2 separate regions of the Mus musculus genome follow, and region 2 is linked to region 1. Evidence: chromatin contacts called from public Hi-C data. All regions are on one chromosome and are shown on one strand. Each heading gives the region's core, a stretch centred on a gene start, on an enhancer-like site or on the middle of the called end of the contact. The rest is flanking DNA. Distances are from core to core; before and after follow the strand shown.

Region 1 (5,812 bases), core at 859-3,358:
CTCTCCTGTTACCTCCCTCCCTCCACTTCCCCTTCCTCCAACAGTGCTGTGTGCATGAGACCACACTGGACTTGCTCTCTCTGGGATTCAGCCCAGGTCTCATCCATAAAGTTATCTTGGCCCACAAAGCTTTCACGTTCTTCCATTTCAAGACAAACGTAGTGAGTTTCCATTGAAGTAGAAATAGTTCCCACGTAGTTAAAAAAAAAAAATAATTCAAGAGCTGAGGCCCAGTCAGTAAAATACTTGCCGCACAGACATGAGACCTGACTTGAAGCCACAGCATCTCAGCATCATCTTATGCTGAGCTTAATGGTGTACACATATCACCCTAGCCCTGTGGATGAGGGGCAGAGACAGGAAGATCCCTGCAGATCACTGCCTAGTCTGTTCTAGCCGAATAATGAGCCTTGGATTTAGTGAAAGACCCTGCCTCAAAAACTAAAGTGGAAAGAAATGGAAGAGACCCAGTACTGAACTCTGACCTTCATATACATGCATGCACACCAACATACACATATGCATGTTGTGGGTGGGCCTGGTGCTCTTTATATTTTGGTGCTAATCCTGCTTTCCTGGGAGGGGTCATGAACAAGGAGTGAGTCACATACTTATGTGACTTCAATCCCCTAATGAATAAAGGAGCCAATCACTGGGCGAGTAGGAAGGACTTTCAAGTTGGACGAAGGAAGAGAGGGTTAGAGGCTATTGGAACGGTAATGGCATAAGGTCTACATGTAGCTACTAGTGTCTCCTGGTTTCAGTGGTGGATCCATCAGGATTCGCCACCAGAGGAATCAGATTTAATACTGCTTACAAGATTAGGTTTAGTTGTTGCACCCAGAGATTGAGTTACCATTGTTTCTGAGCTAAATTTGTGTGGTGTTTTTCTTCTCTCAGGAACTTGACTGGGTTCCAGAGACAAAAGTACGGCGGCAAAGCAAGGGTTTGCCTGATGTGCACCACAAAGGCCTCGGGGGCTTTGAAGCATGAGGCTGGCATGATAGCAACCCAAAAGTGGGAACCTAGCGAGCTGGGTGGGGAGATTGTGGAGGTCTGAGTCAGAGTCTCCATGAGATAATAGGTTGGCCATTGTCGGCCAGTGCATGGCCAGCCAGCCCCACAGGGCAGAGAGTTGCCGGCAGTAGAGCAGGAAACCTGCCGGTCATCTCAAGAGATTTGTTTCTACCAGGTTGCTGGATGTTGTGGCGGCTGACCACAGGGTGGACGGTTATTGCATGGGGCTGGCATGGCAATGATCCAAGGGAACTCGGGAGCTCCGGCCCAGAGAGATTACCCAGAGAGAGATCATGGAGACATGTAGCCCCGCTGTGTCTATCACTAGCGAGGGATCGTGATGGTCTTTTTAAAATATTTCCTGCAACGTATGCACACACACACCCCAATATATACATATACCACACACACCATAATTCAAAGAGAGTAAATTACAATAAAGTGAAAATTCTCCCATTTACACCATACTTACACCTCAGTTTATCACCTCGGAAATAACTTATCCATTTTCTTGTTCATCTTTCTATATTTCCTCCTCTTGCAAATACACACATATACACAGAGAGACAAAGGACAGAGACAGACAGAGAAACAAACAAACAAACAAAAAACCCAGAGGGACAGAGGTAGACAGAGAAATGGAGAAACAAAGGAAGAGACAAAAATTATATATATTATAATTTATATAAAAATTATATTAAGTTTATATAAAAATTGTAATTACATAAAATATATGTGGTATATATTACATATATGTTGTTTTTCATAGGAGCAAAAGAACACAATGTACACTTCTTATACATCTTAGGTATTTTCTTTAACAGCATTCTGTGGTTTATAAATCTAAGTTAATAGCTCTAAGTCCCTTAGAACAGTGCTTGAACCATAGCAAATGCTAAAGCAATGTCCCCTCACATGGGGGAGGTCAAAGAACAGACTCCAGCATTCGAAACTGTTGGAGCGCAGAGATAAAAACCAACACGGTTCCACTGGACAGGATGGACAGAAGCCCGGAGGATACCCCAGAGACTACACTACTACCCCTCCCAGTGCCTGTGTGGCATTTGGGAAAAAAAATGTTGCCATCAAAGGACACACTTCCTCAAATGAAGTCACACTTTCCTCTCTCTGGTATGGATACATCTAAGCTATGCATAGGGAAGCAAGTCTTCGTGGTAGATTTTGCTGCAGCCACGATCAGAAAATGAGAGCTGACTTCTGCACTTTAATCTGTTACATCCCAGTAGCAATGTTAAACTCACCTACAAAGAATGAATGGTGTTAAACCCCCAGTTTGTCCAAAGCTTGCTCAGGTCCACATCAAGTCACAAATGTTTCTGAACGATAATGAAGGGGGAGAGTCTCAAACTTGGTTCTGGTTCCAAACCTGTCCACTGAGGTCCTCTGACTGACCCAGAACTCATAGCAGATGTAAATTCTAAGGCTAATCAGAGCAGCTGCCAGGGCAAGGCTCAAGAGGGGGCCACAAGCAGTTTGTTGGTGCAGACCATTTTGCCTGGTGCCGTGAGGAACATTCTCTGTCCACACAATGTTCAGTTCCCCAGAGATGCCTTCTCGTTTCTTGGTGTAGAAACATGACAGAGGCCTTCCACTTGCCCAGGCCACCTGACCCACAATGCACCTGTCAGACTCAGCAACCAACACAGCCTCGGGGTAGGATGTGGGGAAGGGCAAAGGTTTTGAAATGTGGAGCTATTTGGGTGTCTGAGGAATTTGACAGAACTTGTGACTGCTCCGTTTGGTAACTTAAATAAACAGGAGTCGTTCCAGAACAAATAGCGGAGTCCATTTAAATTCACCACTCCCCCCTCTCCCTGCCAGAGCTCTTTGTTTTAAATAGGCATCGTTTGAGTGTTCGTGGGTATGTGCACGCACTTCTAACCAAAGGTTGGGAGAGATGCCAAATGGTAGCCCTCCCAATGCTATCAGGGAGGAAACAAGAGATGCCTGACCCTGTGCTGTGCCCCACTGAGAGGCTTCTGTGGGGCAGGGACTAGGTCAAAACAAAGCCAACTACTGCAGACAACTGTTTTTGCCACCGAGTCTCCAAAGCCCTACAGCACCCGATACATGTGACCCACATAACTACACGGACACAGGGCGCAGGGGGCAAGCCTGTACTGCGACAGCTGCCACCCCTTCACGGCTCTGTATTGTCCCTGAGCCTGTTTTGCTCAAAGGTCCTGACAAGGAGAAAACTTGAATCCAGGAGGAATTTGAGTCATTTGGGGTGTGAGTATCTAAAGTACTGATGAAAACAAGAGACAAAAATGGGCCAGGTAGTTGATGGCTGAGACCTGGGGATGTTTTTGGTTCTGCCCTGCCTGACCACTGACTTTATCAAAGTGCTGTGGGACCGTGAATGACTGTCACTCTACTTCCTGAGTGAAAGCCCACCTGAGGCAAGAGATGACACCTCCCTCACACTTAAAGGCACTCTACCTTTACTGTTAATCAGCCCTCAGTCGGGCTACCAAGACCCCCACCAGTGCTGAGCTGCTGATTGCCCTTGACTGCTCCAACGCCAGGTCAAGAAGACTTGACCTTGGGATGTAACCAACCCCTGTGAACTCTGCATGACAACGAAAAGAGATTGACAGAATGACACCAAACACCGTGCGAAGACTAAGACCAGGGCCACCTGCTCGCTTCTATGTGTGGAAAAACTGGGGCTGGCTGCAGACCTGGCCTTGTTCCAAACAAGGATTGGTCTAAGGCCACTGCACACAGATGTAGAAGAGGCCCACAGCTGGGCAAGTGTTTAGGGAAGGGATCAGACACTCCCCAGGGAAGGATGCATGGCAGGGTGACACAGCTGTTGTAAAGGTCTGCGCTGTTCCAGTGGCTTTAGGGAATTAAGACATTAGGACCAGGAGTTCCAGACGAAACGCTTAATTTAGTCTGGTTTCCAGTTGCTTACACCAAGAACCTCAGAGATAGTGGTGAGATCTCTTGTTGTTGGACTCCCTCTCTCCCTCCCTCCCTCTCCCTCTCCCTTCCTCTCTCCCTCCTTCCTCCCTCTTATCTAATACATAAGAAGCCCCATTGCTCCTGATTTCAAGCTGCAAACAGTGTCTGGCCCTTCCCAGCCATCCCCACTGCCCACATCTCCAGGCAGGCCACCATTCTCTTCGACCTCCATTGCTGGGTGCTCCACTGCTCATGAGGCAGACCTTTAAAACCTAAGTCAGGTGGCATCCCTCTTCTCCTTCCTAGAAACCCTTCAGCAACTCTCCCTTCTATCTCAGAGAAGGGGCCACTGAGGCCCTCCATCACCTGAGGTATTTATATTCATCCTGGTGACTGCCCAGTCTCTGCCTTCCCCTGTTCCCCACTTTCCTCATACTCTCCAGTCAGGCCCATCTTCCTCTTGATCAATGCCAACCCTACCTCAGGGTTTTCCTGAAATTCTGCCCTGGATCTGGCTCTCTTTCACAAAGGTCACTACTCACCCACTCAGCTCCTTGAGGCCTTTCCTCAACTGTCCACCTAGGAGACTCCGCCCTCCCCAGAACTGCAAGTGTAGACAATCCCCCTTCCAGGTGCCCTGATTTGTCAGATCACATTCCATGTTCTAATGTCAGAAATGACATGCTATCAGTTAAGAACAGAGGCACCTCTAATAAATGGATCCTTGGGAGAGTTTGCCATGAGCTAGAAAGTAAATAACTTGGCCCATTGTTCCATACACAGTTCATTGCTGAATGAAATATCCTGGTGCACATATAAGAATGTGTATGTAGATATGGTGCAGTTATTGTGCATTTCGTATGCTCATTCTCTCTCTCCTTCTCTCTCTCTCTCTCTCTCTCTCTCTCTCTCTCTCTCTCTCTCTCTTTCTTTTCTCTCTTCTTTCTCTGTCTGTCTCTGTCTCTCTCTCTCTAATAAATTGTAAAACACTATGAGAACATGGAGTCAGGTGGCCATCTGTCCTTCGATACATGTGTCAAATGTATTTATTGAACCCCTCCACACTGTACCAGGCACTGTCCTAGGACCTTGAAGACAAGGGTATTCAACCACTGATGGCCCTGGCTTCCTGCGGCTCTCGGTTCAGCATACAGAGCTGGGTCTTTCACAAACAATACAACTGACATAAGAGAACTGTTAAAATAGTTGGGGAAGGAGATTGTATTTGCAGTTACTGATAAGATCCAAGACCCTTAGAAGTTGGAGACTGTATAATGATGAATGAATTGAAGGGCAGCTTTATGACAGAGGTGAGTCTATACATTCTGATTAAAGAAACTTGATGGTAATTACTAATACTTTAATTGGGAGAGAGGCTGAATGGTCTTCCAAAAGATATTTGTCCTCTAATCCTTAAAACCTGAGAATTCTTCCTTTTGGGGGAAACAGTTTTTGCGGGTCTGATTTAATTGAGGAAGTTAAATGAGCAAATAATTAGAATTATCTAGGTAGGTGCACATGTAATCATGTTCTACATTGTTACAAGGATCTGATAGGTAGGAATGGTGTGACATACCTATAATCAGAGCCCTCAAGGAGCTGAGCCAAACAGATTGCAAGTTGGGTATCCGGCTAAGCTAAATACAAAGAATTTGTCTCAACCTCTACACCTGAAAAACCAGGGTCATGTGAATACTTAGAGACTTCCACACAATGTAAAGAGATAGCAAAGAGAGAATTGTCGATGCTGGCTTAGATTGAAAGATGTGGTGTAAGACCCCCTTTCGGGGACCCCCACTCTAGTCTCAGGTGAGAGAGAGCACCCAAAGAAACACGAGAATCCATCTTGCTGTAATCACATAAG
Region 2 (5,812 bases), core at 2,391-4,890, 230 kb after region 1:
CAGCTTAAAAAATCCTTGATTTCTAAGGCTAATTTACCCAACTGACATGTATTGAGAAGTAAGGCTACACAGTAAAAATATGGCAGCCAGCGCATACTAAAGCCATGACCCAAACATCTGACCACACACAGGAAGCCCCAAACCGCACAGAGGATTATGATTCATAAGCACTCCAGCTTCTTTCACAGAATCTATCATAAGAACTTCTATCCAAAGCCGTCTGGACTTCCCTACTTGCCCATCTGCCGCTCTGGCTACCCAGGGACAATGAGCTAGCTCTCATTCAGGGAAATGCCATGTCTGGGAAATGTAAATTGAACCTTTTGTTCAATTTGCCGGGGCAGGTGACATGCAGATGACTGGCCACCTGCCTGCCCTGGAGAGCAGTACAGCAAATCTAGTTTGGGGTGAATGAATTCTCTGTTTATGTGGACGGGCACTGGGGTGAAAGATAGTAGGTAAATAACTTTGATCCTTATACGCAAAAATCAGACTGACTCCATCTACCATTAAGTAAGGTGCTTGATGTTTGATTCAGGTAGCCTATTTGGAAAATGCTTTTGATCTTTGCATCCAAAGTCTAGAGTTTAGCCAAGTAAAAGGAATACTTTTTACAGGAATTCTTTCTCCAGGTCCAAGATCAACAAGTCCTTAAACTCAGACTTGGGAAAGAACATTACATAATAGCCACTTAATGGCTATTGTTTTACAGTACAAAGGGTTCATTTGGCATTTCCTAGAGAGCTTTATTCAGGTGGTAGCTTTTCCCATGACAGACATACTCTCTTAATCCCAGCCCTCCATGAATCTATAAAAGAAAACATTTAATAACTGTAATTTCCAAGGTAGAGACATCTAGCATGCTGCATTCCACAAGACACACATGTTGTATGTGAATGGGGAATATACGTTGTTTTTTTTGTTTTTTTGTTTTTTGTTGTTTTTTTAGGTAAGCTACAGGTGCTGTGACTTCCTTCAGATTTAACAGCCAAGAAGCTTGGCAGTGTGTAGGTAATCCTCCAAGGGTGACTCTTAAGGAGGTGGCATAGTCAATCCTGAGACATAAACTTGTGCTGTAATATTTAAAATTAGAACAAACATGGCTAAACGAGCATCTATATTTCTCATGGTGAAGAATGGGCCTGCTGAGCTCAGCTTTCTCCCCTCGAAGCCTATGGCTATCGGCTGTGATCTCAGCAAGATCCAAATATGACCCATCAGGTGGCTCGCTCCGCCCAGGCAATTTGCTGGGAACCTAAGTCATTAGTCTAAAAGACATGAACTTCCATGTCAGGTTAGAAACTTCCCAGACTCATGGAGAGCTGGTTCTCTGCTCTAAAGAGGTTGAGGTTTATGTTGAGATCTGCACTTTGCCTGCAATTATAGTGGATAAAAGACACTACACTAACAAAACCAGGGTCATTGATAAATTGAAGACCCAAATAGGAGCAGAATAGAAAATTCCCCAGGGTTCTATAATAAAGCAACCAACAGGGTGCTTAAGAAATGAGATAAACACTAACAATTGTCTATTCGTAGCCATCCATTTTACATTCAAATACTGACCAAAGCCTAAAGTTTATACTAAGTTCCTTTTTTCTTTATGACAAAACAATATGACTGTTCAGTTTGATATCAGTCCCCAACAGCTAAAACCCCCTCAGGTCCTGCTATTCTATAACAAAGCTTAAGGTCAACATTTTAAAAATTTACCGCTGAGTCCTTGACGGAACTCCCTAATTTCCAGGCAGATAGAGGGAAAAGAAAACAGAAAGTATGGGAACTTCAAAAAATTAACAGCCCGTGTGAACTTTTATTTAGAGATTTCTCTCGTTACAAAGTGTACCCATGTGTCATGAAAAACACGTTCGTGACTATTAATACATAGCCAGCTCTACTCATAGAGAGTGATGGCTTCCAATAGACAAAGTTATGGACACCACCCATCCACTTTCATCCCCGTGGCCCCAGGCCCTTTTTAAAAACATCTTGGCTCTCCTCCTTAACTTTCAAAGCGATTATTCAGTTACCATGATGTCACACTCAAATGACTAGATGACATCTAGTGAAGATAAGACAGGTTAAAATAAAATACCTCTGTGTGTGCTCACACTAGAGTTGGGCGTGCTCCGGACCCTGCTGGGGAGGGTCCAATCGGAATCTCTCCAAGGGAAGAGCTACTTTTATTCTAACCAATACACAGAAGACTCCCCACAGAGTTGTATAGCTCCAGCCCAGTTCCAAGCCTTCTTCCTCTACAGACCCATAGGGACTAAGGATTTTTTGATACCAATATCTACCAGCTTTTTAGTCTCTATTGCAAAGCTTATGACTCCCCTGCTTTAAAAGATACTATTTAAACTCCTGATACCAGATATATTTGTAAAGAAAACCAGGCAAAGCCATAAAAGACTAACACATTCTTTCTCATATCCTACCTCCCTGTCCCAGTATCCTGGACCTTAAAGCAGCCAGCCAGAGAAGCACAAACGCACTGCCTAGTTACAGGGTGAAGAGCTGTGACTCCTTCTCCAAAGCATAAGCTTCCATGTCCTCATCGATTATTTCCAATGCATTTTTTTTTTTTTGGAAACCCACTTTTTTCACTTTATACATTCCTCACTGCTCTGCCTCCTCCTCCATCACCATACACCTGAACATTACAGGGCAGCAGTGACAACTTGGGAGCTCCCATTCTGAGCCAGGCTGGCCTTGAACTCTGAGAATCCACCTGCCTTTGTTCTCCTGATTGCTGCGATCTGGTCAGCCTTAAGGGGGAACTGCAGAGACTGTCAGAACTCCCTATGCTAGGCGGAAACCCAGGCTCTCAGCAGACAGCAGCAAGAGCCGTATATACCAAAGTCTTGGAGTAGAGCCCTCTCTTCCCTGGATGAATTATTCGGGGAAAAGGCTGGGCACGGTGTGGCAGGGCCGGGGAGGAGGGGTGAGCTCTACAAGGCAGCTTCAGGGCACATTAGCCAAGCTGGAGCTGACTGGATGAGAGGATGACAGGGCGAGTCCTGCAGCAATAGGCAAGGCACAGTGGAGAACGTGAAGACAGGAGAGGGATGAAAGGAAGCAGTTATGAAACAGGCCTGGGCAAGGCCAGGAGTGGGAGGAAATGGCTCAGGGACTCAGGGAGGGGCCTAGCCCGCAGGTCAGGCGTGGAGAGGCGAGGAGGAGCCACAAGTGGGGCCTGGTTTCGGCCACCTGTGGAACCAGCTGCTGAGAAACGGCCTGGTGCCAGGGCTCAGGAGGGAGCCAACAGTGAGGGGAATTAGGCCCAAGAAGATCCGGGGCTTTATGTGGGTTCATATGTCTGTTTGCGGACAGGGTCTCACAGTATAGCCCCGGCTAGCCTAAAACTTGTCCCATAGACCAAATAGCCTGAACATGCAGCAATCCTCCTGCCTCTTCCACCAGAGTGCTGCTGATATTACAGGTGTAGGCTACCGCACCCAGCTGAGTCAAGGCTTTAAAGTGAAACTCCAGCAGCAAGCTCAGAGGGAAGAGAAGGAGAGGGGAGGGGAGGAGAGGGGAGGGGAGAGGAGGGGAGGCGAGGTTCACAGGCTGTGGGAGGAACTTGAACTTCCAGGGAGGATGTGAAAAGGAAACTTCTGCCCTTGCCAACTCTGGTGATGGAGCAGCCCATGGGGTGAGCAGACGGTGAGTAAGGGGATGTGATTCAGGAACGAGGCTCCTGGGCTGCCTGAACATATAAGGCTTGGTGCCACGATGCATGACCTCTGGGTTTATCTGCCCACAAAAGGTGGTCACCACCCAATCTGCATTTCCTTGCTTCACACCAACCGTGCTGGTCAAATGACAACTCAGAGTACCACTGGACAACTGTTGATGCTGGGGGCACTGATGGTCTCCCCACTGTGTGAGCCAGAGACAACACTCACGCACGCATGCACACAGGCCACCCTTCACTCTTGGGGGACTTATCCCCTTGAAAGTCATCTCTGCCCATTCCTTCAATGACGCTGTTTTTCTTCCAGACTAAGATAATCTACACCTCCCATGGTATAAATGATGGTTTCCAGGTCAATGCCCTATACCTAAATTCAACTTCCTGTCTGGGGACTTTCTTTTTGTCCTTCCTGCCTCAAGAGACTTTGATGTTGCCAGACAGTTGCCCCCCCCCCAAATGTTTCTCACAGTCTTCAGCCTCCCTTTAAATATTACCTTTTCAAAGGGACTTCCCTAGCCTCTTTATTTAAAGCAGTCCCCACTCCACACCCACAAGGTTACTCTCTCTCTCTCTCCCTCTCTCCCTCTCTCCCTCTCTCTCTCTCTCTCTCTCTCTCTCTCTCTCTCTCTCTCTCTCTCTCTCTCTCCCTTCCACACTCTTGCAGCTGTCGGAACACTGACCCCAATTTGGCAATGGGCTTCTTTAGATATCTGTTTACTGGTGAGGCTGACTTATTCACTACTGTAGTCCTTGCCTCAGCATGAACGGAAGGCAGGAATGAATTCCCAGTGGTCCTTCAAACAGAATCAAAACTCCACAAATGTGGTTTTAACTGTGTGTGTGGGAGGAGGGGGATACAAGAAGCAACTCCAGGTATCCATCCCCCCCACCCTACTACCCCCGCTCCAACCGGCCTTCTCCCATTCCCCACGTTTGCGTGTTTGCTGACTACCACCCAGATGGCCCTCAAGCCAAAACCACTTTCCAGGGCCACGGTGGAATCCTTGCTTGTCCAAGGACAATGGCTCACTGACTGGCTCCTATCAAGTTAAGAAGTTCACATCCTTAACTTCTCTCCCAGGTAGCAGATCCTTTCTGTAAACCTTACAAAGTTTCAGCTAGGCCGATGCAATGGTTTAATGACTGACTGACTGGTGTGAAGATCTCACCCTGCTTCCAGGCCGGAGCTCCCCAGAGTCACTCACTAGTCACCCCCTTTCTCTCCCCACTGGATTAAGGATAGGCTACTTCAGCTCTCCTCAGCCACGCTGCTGACTACCCATGCCGTCATGACCGTGGTGATGTCAACAGCTAAGATTTATTCATTGTTTTTATTCGCCGGTAATTGCATTAGGAAAAATAAAGGCCGTATTAGCCAGGCTGGAGCTGATGAGAGATGTGAGGCAAGCAGGGTGAGCCTTGGTAAGGATGAAAGGAAACAGTCATGAAGCTCACACACACACACACACACAACTCAATAAGTAACTTACTTATCCCTATTTCAAAGATGGAGACGCTGAAGTTCAAGAAAGTAAACTTGCCCAACACCACAGGGGCCAGAGATAAACCCAGGTGTACTAAATTCAGATCCAGCCGCCTCCTCATTGCTGTCTTACAGTTTTTGGTACCCAGCAAGCTCCATCTAGGGTCTTTCTTGCTCCAGCAATGTGTGCAGTCTTCTCTCTCTGACCTCTCTCTGACCACAGCCACTGAGCTTTGGTCCGCACCATTTCTATTCCCTCTGGGAAGGCACTATGCTCTCCGAGAAATAGCCCTGCATCTTTCAGAAGTCCTGAACTGTGGCCTTTTGTGTATGGTGCCTCTCCTGGACTCCTAGATCCAAGTCTCTCCTTTGCACTGAGCATGCGTGGGGCCTATTGCACCTTGGAAATACCCCACAGCTCTGGTTTACAAGGCTTTCCTGGCAGGTTTTGCAGAAGGCACACATGAGGCTTTCAGCTTTGGGTCACATAGATACATGCTAGGTACTGAACAGATGTCAATTGTACCGGTCTTTCAATAAAAGAGGTGAGTACAAACTTATCAACAGCTTTAAGCACTGAATGTTGGGGCAGAAAAAAAAATCCATTTTCCACCTTTCTCATATATGCATGA

What was found. A called contact is a pair of places that touch in the nucleus more often than the background predicts.
Region 2: a contact with region 1 is called in a Hi-C map of conventional type 1 dendritic cells, with 2.6 times the contacts expected there. The contact joins two enhancer-like sites. A contact is called at or near these places in 1 of 39 promoter capture datasets (embryonic stem cells), 1 of 15 datasets of contacts at CTCF or cohesin (embryonic stem cells), 41 of 484 Hi-C or Micro-C datasets (B cells, the Ba/F3 cell line, the HL-1 cell line and 22 more) and 11 of 115 datasets of contacts at active chromatin or transcription factors (astrocytes, embryonic stem cells, large pre-B cells and 1 more).

The regions. Positions count from the first base shown.
Region 1 is chr13:102,666,978-102,672,789 of GRCm38.p6, forward strand. No RefSeq gene overlaps it. Among named protein-coding and RNA genes, the nearest start is that of Gm41046, 3.4 kb to the left of the region's middle. Within about 2 kb of position 2,109, at least 32 of the 459 cell types and tissues checked have an H3K27ac peak or open chromatin away from gene starts, as enhancers often do. A contact at or near this core is called in conventional type 1 dendritic cells and hematopoietic stem and progenitor cells, where this site is marked.
Region 2 is chr13:102,895,836-102,901,647 of GRCm38.p6, forward strand. The region is part of intron 4 of Mast4 (microtubule associated serine/threonine kinase family member 4); the gene reads right to left. Among named protein-coding and RNA genes, the nearest start is that of Gm30106, 9.1 kb to the right of the region's middle. Within about 2 kb of position 3,641, at least 173 of the 459 cell types and tissues checked have an H3K27ac peak or open chromatin away from gene starts, as enhancers often do. A contact at or near this core is called in conventional type 1 dendritic cells and hematopoietic stem and progenitor cells, where this site is marked.